Regions from separate parts of the Mus musculus genome. Here all the other regions are linked to region 2. The links are chromatin contacts, called in public HiChIP or PLAC-seq maps. All regions are on one chromosome and are shown on one strand. Each heading gives the region's core, a stretch centred on a gene start, on an enhancer-like site or on the middle of the called end of the contact. The rest is flanking DNA. Distances are from core to core; before and after follow the strand shown.

Evidence for each region. HiChIP or PLAC-seq counts read pairs in DNA pulled down with a chosen protein or histone mark.
Region 1: a contact with region 2 is called in an H3K27ac HiChIP or PLAC-seq map of embryonic stem cells, with 53 read pairs. The contact joins the enhancer-like site here to the promoter of Fgr in region 2. A contact is called at or near these places in 2 of 39 promoter capture datasets (liver and second pharyngeal arch cranial neural crest), 1 of 484 Hi-C or Micro-C datasets (CD4 T cells), 5 of 115 datasets of contacts at active chromatin or transcription factors (embryonic stem cells and stem cell-derived neural progenitor cells) and 3 of 9 other capture datasets (adipose tissue, liver and pancreatic islet).
Region 3: a contact with region 2 is called in an H3K27ac HiChIP or PLAC-seq map of regulatory T cells, with 4 times the contacts expected there. The contact joins the enhancer-like site here to the promoter of Fgr in region 2. A contact is called at or near these places in 1 of 39 promoter capture datasets (liver), 1 of 15 datasets of contacts at CTCF or cohesin (CD8 T cells), 8 of 115 datasets of contacts at active chromatin or transcription factors (CD8 T cells, acute myeloid leukemia, double positive thymocytes and 4 more) and 3 of 9 other capture datasets (adipose tissue, liver and pancreatic islet).

What each region holds. Positions count from the first base shown.
Region 1 is chr4:133,106,522-133,109,284 of GRCm38.p6, forward strand. No RefSeq gene overlaps it. Among named protein-coding and RNA genes, the nearest start is that of n-TGgcc1, 6.7 kb to the right of the region's middle. Within about 2 kb of position 1,315, at least 108 of the 459 cell types and tissues checked have an H3K27ac peak or open chromatin away from gene starts, as enhancers often do. A contact at or near this core is called in adipose tissue, embryonic stem cells and stem cell-derived neural progenitor cells, where this site is marked.
Region 2 is chr4:132,972,759-132,975,458 of GRCm38.p6, forward strand. Fgr (FGR proto-oncogene, Src family tyrosine kinase) reads left to right here and starts at 1,337. Exons shown (of 13, transcript NM_010208.4): 1 at 1,337-1,512.
Region 3 is chr4:133,198,396-133,201,434 of GRCm38.p6, forward strand. It overlaps a transcript of Wasf2 not described here. Among named protein-coding and RNA genes, the nearest start is that of Mir7017, 4.3 kb to the left of the region's middle. Within about 2 kb of position 1,621, at least 93 of the 459 cell types and tissues checked have an H3K27ac peak or open chromatin away from gene starts, as enhancers often do. A contact at or near this core is called in CD8 T cells, adipose tissue, microglia and 2 more, where this site is marked.

The sequences.
Region 1 (2,763 bases), core at 65-2,564, 130 kb after region 2:
ACTCTGTAGACCAGGCTAGCCTTGAACTCACCAAAGATCTACCTGCCTGTGTTTCCTAAGTGCTGGGATTTTTTTTTTAAGATTTATTATATGTAAGTACACTGTAGCTGTCCTCAGATACTCCATAAGAGGGCATCAGATTTTGTTACGGATGGTTTGTGAGCCACCATGTGGTTGCTGGGATTTGAACTCAGGACCTTCGGGAGAGCAGTCGGCGCTCTTAACCACTAAGCCATCTCGCCAGCCCAAGTGCTGGGATTTAAGGTGCGCATCACCACCACTCTGCTAACTTATGCTGAGAGAGGAAGTTCCCACTGTGTAGACCAGGTTGACCCAGTACTCACAGAGCCTGCCTGCCTTTGGCTCTTGCACACTAGGATTAAATGTGTGAAGCCCCATGTCTTGCTTATTTCCTTTTAAATTGTGTGCTTATGTGTGTCTGTGTGTGGGTGTGTGCACATTTGAATGCAGGTACCCACAAAGGCCAAGAGACTGTGTCTGATCCCCGAGAGATAGGGTTACAGGAGGTTTGTGACCCAGGTGCTGGGAACTGAACTCGGGTCCTCTGTAAGAACGATACAGGCTCCTCACTGCTGAACTGTCTTCCTAGCCTTGTCCTTTATTTATTTATTTATTTATTTATTTATTTATTTATTTATTTATTAGATGCAGGTTTATTGTGAAGTGGCTCTTGGGCAAGTTTACTGGCCGAAAGGACTGAAGCCAGGGGAGTCTCTATGGGAAGGGAGAGAGGGGAGGGGAAAGGGAAAGAGAGAACGAACATCATACACAGAGAGAGAACAGAAGAAAAGAGAGCCATTTATACATTTTTTTTGAACAAAATATTTTGGGTTTCTTCACTTATATGTATATACAGGTGTTTTTGTCTCCATGTGTCTGTGTACCTCTGTGTGCCTGGTGCCACAAGCTCAGAAGAGGGAGTCTGATCCCCTGGACTGGGAGTTACAGACATGTGAGCCATCATGTGGGTGTTGGGAATTGGACCTGGGTCCTGGAAGATCAGTCAGTGCTCTAACCCCTGAGCCATCTCTCCAGCCCTGATTTATTTTATTTTATTTTAGTTTAGTTTTTCGCCCACTCCTGATTTAAGTTATTGCCCCTTAATTCCAGGCAGTCAGGGACATGGGGCCTTAATACTTGGAAAGCTCCCTCCCACCCGCCTCCATTGGTCGTTCCCCCCACAGAATAAGGAGACAGAGAGGCTAAGAAGACGTGCCCGGCAAGAGTCCACCCTCTTCTAAAATGGCTCTGGATTCCAAGGATCCCGGAGTCCTTGAGCCAGCTGACAGGGCGTGGGCGTGCCCTTCCCTAGTCCAAACCACACTGCCAGCTAGATTCCTGGGCCTGAGGGGTGGCCAAAGGCAGCTGTTCACCAGGAGGGGGTGCTGAGGAAATCAGTGGGGCAGGGAGAGGGGGTGTAGGAGAAGAAGGGCCTCCAGCACGCTCTGGTAAGGAACAGTGTGTCCTTCTGAGTAACAAGTGCCTGAGAAGGCAGGAACTACCAGCTCCGGGTTAGAGATAAAGGAACCTGCGCTCAGGCTGGAGTGACAGTGACGTTCAAGTCTTCTGTTTACTCGGCTGTCTCTGAGCAGAGCTGGCTGGGTTTCTTCATAGCTCAGAGTCGCACAGCTAGTTCCTAACTTAACTCTCACCACGACGCCCTGGAAGTAATATTATCGTCCCATTTTTCAGGCGAGGAAACAGAGGCATAGAGAAGTTGAGAGGCTTGCCTGAGGATGCACAGTTTATGCGGAACAGAGTCAAACCCCGGCAACCAGGCTTTGGACTCTATGGTTGGTGCCCATTCCCATTATCTTGGTTAGACGTCCCCTAATCTGGCTAGCAGCCCCTGGCCTCAGTCCTCTGCGTGAGAAATGAGACACAGACATGCTCTTTGTGGCCTGTGTTTGGAATGCCAGAAGGAGTCAGTCCTCCAAACTGAAGCTATCTCAGAGCGAAAGAAAGGGCTTGGGACCAGAGCCGGAGCCTGCAGTCACAGGACAGCTAGGCAGGGCCCCGGGGCTGTTTAGGGAGAGGTCCCTCCAGTTTGTAACTGTATCTGTGGCCTAAGAAGATGGTACTTTCACAGAGCTGAGGCCAGGCCCACCCCCTTCCCCTCCGTTAGCCCAGCTGTGGCTCTTGTCCAAGCTCCCACAGGCGAGCCCCACCTCTCCTCCACCAGGCCAAGCTGCTGTTCTGTGGTCACCTGGACCCAATTTCCTTCTTCCTGCCTCCTCCCATCTCTGGGAAGCAACACTGGACAGACTGCGCTGCCAATTTCAAAAAAATCTTCTCCCCCAGGAAGCCATTTCTGTCTCCTCCACAAGCTCCCCTGGGGTCTCCTATACCCCACTCAGAGTCCCCCAGTGCACCTCCCTTTAGCCCCCCCACATGGAGACTCATTTGGATCTTCAATCCAGTTTCCATTTGGTTCCTGGCTGAACACTGGGTCCCTGGCCAGACTTCGAGTTCCCTCCCCCTGGGCGGATCACACCATGCCTTTCTCTCTCTCCCTCCATCCCCAGTGCCTGGCAGAGTTGAACCCAGAGCCAGAAAACTGCCCTTCCCCAGGAACCAAATCTTAACGCTTAGAAGCCTGGAGCGGGTTCAACCTTTCTCCCACCGACTCTTCTGTGTCCAAGAGGCCCAGGAAAGGAAGCCACGGAGCTAAGATCACCCAGACACCGTCCCAGGACTCAAACCTCAGTCTCTTGACTCTCAGGCCCAGGTTCTGACCCTGTA
Region 2 (2,700 bases), core at 87-2,586:
AGTGCAGCTGGTGCGGCTGTTCCTTTTGTATCTGGGCTCCCTATGGCTGGGCTCCCATTGGCCACGATATACATTTATTTGTTAATTGCACACATGGATCAATGGCCAAGGCCAACTTAGAGGATGCTCTATAATGGTGGCAGTGCTATCCAGGCAGGGTAAAGCCACCCTCCCACAGTCCCTGAACCTCCACTACATTTCCTTTCTTCCTCCTACACCCACTTCATATTTTCCTAAGAGAGAAGCACTTTTATTTGGTTTTTTGAGACAGAGTTTCTTTGTGTAGCCTTGGTTGTTTTGGAACTCACTCCATAGACCAGGCTGGCCTCAAACTCAACAAAGATCTGCTTGCCTCAGCCTCCCAAGTGCTGGAGTTAAAGGTGTTTGCCATGGCTCATTGAGAGAAGCATTCCTATCTGCATCCATCACTTGCTGACACCGTGTGTGTCACCATGATCCTCCTGAACTTGTACTTTAGGGCGCTCACACACAGCCCCCTACACCCCTGTCTGTACACAGAAGCACACCTGACTGCATAATGTGTCCGAGCTGTTGATTCTAAACCCAGTCACGCATCGTCATCGCCTATCATCAGTATAGCCCCGGGGACACCCACTTGAATCTTCCATGCCTTAAGCCCTCACCCTCCCACAAACATTTCCAATTCAACCCTAGCTCTCCCTCCCCAGGCAGGGGGATTTCCTGGGTCTCAGTGCACCTTGGTTTTAGAGAGGTAATACTGGTAATAACTCTTGGTTTTAAAGGGAGGGTGGGTATCGGGCTGGGGGAGTATAGGGAGGGCTCTCCTAGAGACACTGTGATTGATTAAGGATTCTCCTCAGCTTCTCTAAAACTTGTGTGTGGCAGTAGCCTGATGGGAGCTGATTGTTGTGAAAAACAGGTACCCAAAGGCAAGGGCCTTATCTCCACCGCCCAGTTCCTAAAGATGAGGCGGCAGGGTATAAGTGACAGGCAAAAGATCCCTGGCAAATGTAGTGACAGTAGTGTAAAGGCTACAGGCTATGTGAACTTGGGCCAAGTTATCCTGACCTGGCTCTGTGTTTTCCTACCTAGGAGATGAGTGGGGAGTGGGAGCCTTTGGGATGGCCAACCCCCCACCCCCTTGGTATCCCACTCTAGTAACTAAAGGGACAGGTCCCTTTGGCCGGAACCTTTGGGAAGGAGCTGGGGCGCAGGGACAGCGCTGGGAGAGCCCATCCACAGCGGGAAGTGGGAGCCAGCGGACTTTGGATCTGGGGGCCCCTCCTGGCTTTGGGCAGCAGTCTAGGGGCTGAGGCGTGACTTCGACTTCTCTGGCTGCCGCCTCCTCCTCCGCAGTCACCAAAATAAGAGAAGTCCGAGACGGCTTCCTCCTCCCTCCCCAGAGTAGGTAGTAGGGGCAGAGGCGGGTAGCACCTCACTTTACCCCCCACATCGCCTCTCCTGGTTGCTGGAAGTTAGGGTTGGCTCGCCCCAGATCGAGTCACCCGCAGCTGGCTCCCTTGAGACCAGGTAGGCGGCCAAACCCGGTGGGGGCTGGTAGGGCAAATGTTGCCCCGCCCCTAACCGTCCTCACCTTGGAGGGAAGATTTGGGGGTAAACCTGAACTTTGAGAGCTGAGCAAGTTGAAAGCGGGAGATGGGGGTGGGGATCCCATTCAGAAAGGAAATGAAGAAGGAAAACTAAGGAAAGCTGGAAAAGGCTGATAAAAACCTAGGAGAAGGCCGAGGCAGTACGGCGAAGGCAGACCAAAAATTCCCCCTAAAAGTCTAAATGGGGAAAGAGAGGGAAACTGTGTTGTAAATTTGATAAAATTTGGGGAGAGGGCTGAAAGTACAGGAAGGCACTGTGGGATCCCCCAAAAGCGTCTAGGGAGAGCCCTGAGAGGCTTTCAGGAGGAGAAAAAGGAAAGAAGCTGAGGGGGTATGAGAGAGGGGTAGTAGGTGGGGAAACTGGAAAGGGGGAGGGGATACTGAGGAAATCGGTCGCGAGTTCCCGAGAAGGGGGTCTAGGAGAGTGACTTCTGCAGAACTCGGAGTCCAGAGTGCAGTTCTGGGGTCTCAGAGGCCGGCTATCTGGATTCCTCAGAGGGAAGCGGGGAGTCTGCAAACTCCCCCCAGACCCTCTAGCTACATCAGTGGGGCAGCGGGTTCCAGACACCCTGGGGATTCCTTCCAGCAGCTGGAGGCGTGGATCTGGGTTTCCTGGGGAAGACCTCACCCTGGGGCATCAGACCTCCCTGGGTGCTTTTCCCTATCCGCAGTGGCGGTCAAGGTTTGCGTCCCTGTCGGGATCCGGGAATTGCTGGCAGCCCCGACGGAAATCCTGCTTTTGACCGCCAATGCCCGCAGGGGCTGTTTCCATGGCAACACAGGGCAGTGAGGCCAGTTGGCTTTGGGCCGCTGCAGGCTCAAGGCTGGCAGCCAACTTTGGTCCCTGCCTTCGTCCCCATTTTTGGTCCTTGATCCGGGTGTGTTGCACCACAGAGGGAGTGAGAGGGTGCCGCTTGGTGTTCAGGGGTCTCCTGCCTCAGAGACATGTTCTCTTAGCAAGAATGGGCCTTTAATTGCTATGCAGACCTCAAGGAGAGCTAGCTTTCTCTGGACTTTTGCTTTTCTCATTGGAACTTTGGGGAAGAAACTAGCCCTCCCCATACCAAAGCTGTGCCTAGTGGCTCATGCCTATAATAATCCTTGCATC
Region 3 (3,039 bases), core at 371-2,870, 230 kb after region 2:
CCAGTGCAGGTGGGTGTGTTTGTGGAATCCCGTAAGCGTAGAATACCAAGTTTAGTGACTATTTAAACTGGGCTGAGGCTGGTAAGACTATAAAGCAGTGGCCCATAAGGACTCTTAAGCGTGAGGCCAAGGAGCCACGTCCCTTCCCAGTCTGCCTGGCCCAGGGGGGCTGCCCCCATTCCTGGAGCCCAGGGGCCCAGCTTGCAATTGCTAGTGTCAGGAGTGACTTGTAGCTTTGCCTTGGTTGTGAAATGATTTCATTCCAGGGGAGGGGGCGGGGGATCCCTTGGAGGCTCAGAGCAGCTGGCCCAAGCTGCAGCTCGTCTCCAGTGGAGGCTTGAATGCCCTCAGAAACGACCCTGGCCAATGTCACCGCAGAGCCGAGGCGGTGTTGTCAGGGCTAATGTGAAATCTCTTCCCGTGGCGCCGATCCTCTGACTCTATAGCGCCAGCTTGGACAGATTGAGGTCTCTGTGGCTTTGGTGACCCTGCTTAAGCATTCCCACCGTGTCCCTGTTCTGCGCTAGCACTGCCTCCTGCTGCAGCCCCTGACTTGACCTCAGGGCCTGGGGAGGGAAGCACCATACCAGGGCCAGGAGCTCCAACTCCGACGTGTCAGCCTCTGGGGGAGGGGGGATTAAGCCTTGAGCTTGGCTGGTGCCCATTGGACCTGGGACCAGGTGTTACCCAGAGAGGTGCCTCTGCTGTGCTTCCTGCCTCCATCACTTTCCTAGGGCCTCCGTGAGGGCTGAGAACAGCTCTGCTCTGCTCCTGTATTATTAACTTGCTTCAGTTAACTGACTTGAGAAACTAACCAATTTTTACCTTCTGCCTAGAATGATGTACACATAGGAGAGAAAGCTATCATGTTCCCGAAGTGCCTTGTTTTCTCTGATAGAAATATATTTATAAGGACCTATTCCAATAGGCTCTTGGTGTTTCCCATATCAAGATTTCTGCTAGCTAATGCATAGAGGGAATACTGTCTAAAAATAGACCCTTTCTTCCCAAAGGTTGGGAGGTGGGACCTGAGCAGTGGAGTGAAGCCACACCCCACAATTTTTTATTTATTTTTTTATTTTTAGATAGGGTTTCAGGTAGATCTGCAGGCCTTGACCTTACTATATAGTTGAAGATGGCCTTGACCTCCTGACCCCTGCCTCAGCCATGCCTGGCTAGGACAGCCAAATTGTTGTTGTTTCAAGTCTGGTTTCATTTGCTTCCCTGCCGGGTTTATTGTGTGTACCCCATTTGTACTCCCAATAACCTGAAGATTCCATGTAACTCTTATGTACGCGCATGAATACTTTAAATGCCAACCTTTTCAATCATTTGATAAAGTCTTTGTAGTCACTCAGTCACCTTTGGTGTCTGTGTGTGTGTGTGTGTGTGTGTGTGTGTGTGTGTGTTTCGTGGGAGAAGGTAAGCAACTCTGCAGGCCACAGGTGGGTGAGGGACTCTGTAAGGGGTCCAGCATGGGTGGGCTTCAAAGGCAGGAGGCCTCTGGCTAGTTTGTAGGCACAGGTCCCCTTCTGTGAGGACAGCCCTAGAGCTGGCTGCCCACAGCTCCTTGCACCAGGCAGGAGAGGCGCACACTGAATGCTGATGCCGCCTTCCAACATCTGGCCGGCATCTTGTCTGCCTCACAGACCCAAGCAACTTACCTTAAATAGAACCGTTCACAATGGAATCCGATAAAAAGGTTTTGGACTGCTCCAAGCCCCATCTCTTGCCTGCCTGAGGAAGACTGAGGGGGCTGGGTTTGCATTCTGACCCCCCAAAATGACCTACCCAGGAAGCAACGGTTGTTGGAAGCACAGCTGTGGGTTACTGTCCCTAGGGGTAATTTATGAGCAGACACCCAGATCCAGGCCCAGTAGACACAGTGGGGTGGCCCGGGGAGACGACAGGGAGCAGAATCGGGGGGTTTGGTGAGGGGGGCGCCATGGGCCGTGGGTCACCACGCCTGCTGTTCACAGAGTCACCCACGGGCATCGCGGGAGAGGGGGCAGAAGTTTTTGAATTGTCAGCAAGTGCTGCGCCAGCCACTCTGAGCTCATCGCTGGAGGTGGGGTGCCGGGGAGGGGGCACAGAACCCCTCGCTCCCCTCCCGCGCGGCCTGTGTTTAGTCAGCACTTGGCCGCCAGAGCTGGTGACTGACAGGCAGCCAGACGCCCGCCCTGGCAGAAGACAAAATGGTGTCGGAGCCGCCCTTGGAGGAACGGGAGGGAAGGAGTGTGGTTCTGGGAAACTAGAGGCCTGTGCCTGGATGCTGTCTCCACTGCTGCCACACAGGGAAGAAAGCCCTGACACTGTGCGAGTCGGTTCGCCTCCTGGAACTAGGGAAAAATGGACATTTACCGGAGTGCCCACTACCTGCTATAGGCAGCACATGCGAAGTGTGCGAGGTCCCCAGTGGACAAGAGAGGTGCTTTGAGCTGCCTAACCCTGCCTGCTGCTATGCCATTTACGCTGCTCAACGATCCACCCCGCAGCAGGCTGAGGAGTGCCAGTGTCTAAGGTTTCCGCTCTGAGATCTTACCTGCCGCACCTACCCTGCCAGTGCTCAGTTTTACAGCTGCACTAACAGGTGAGGGTATTTTTGTTCTTTGGAGTCAAGCAAGCTTGACTGAGGCCCCAGCCATCTTTGACCTTTGGGGCAGAAGAAACCTGTGCCCTTGACTACTTGGGAACAACACCGGTTCCCTACGTCTGGGCTCCAAGCAGGTACATCCTGCCCTGTTCACACATGCATGGGTTCACGTACACGCATTTGTCTAATAAGTAGCCTACAGTCCAGGCCCAGAAAGCACACTTAGACATTGTGTACAGAGCTCTGCTCTTATGCAAAACAAGGACACAAGTCAGCACACAGCTACAGGAGCAGGCATAATTGCAAGCACATCTAAGAGGCCTCCTGAGCCATGGTGCTGGCTGGCTGCCTCGGCCAGCTGCTCACTGCCCCCTCCTGGCCACCTTTCCACCAGGGCAACCTGGCACCATTTCCTGAAGTTCTGCTCAGGGTGATTGGCAACCAGT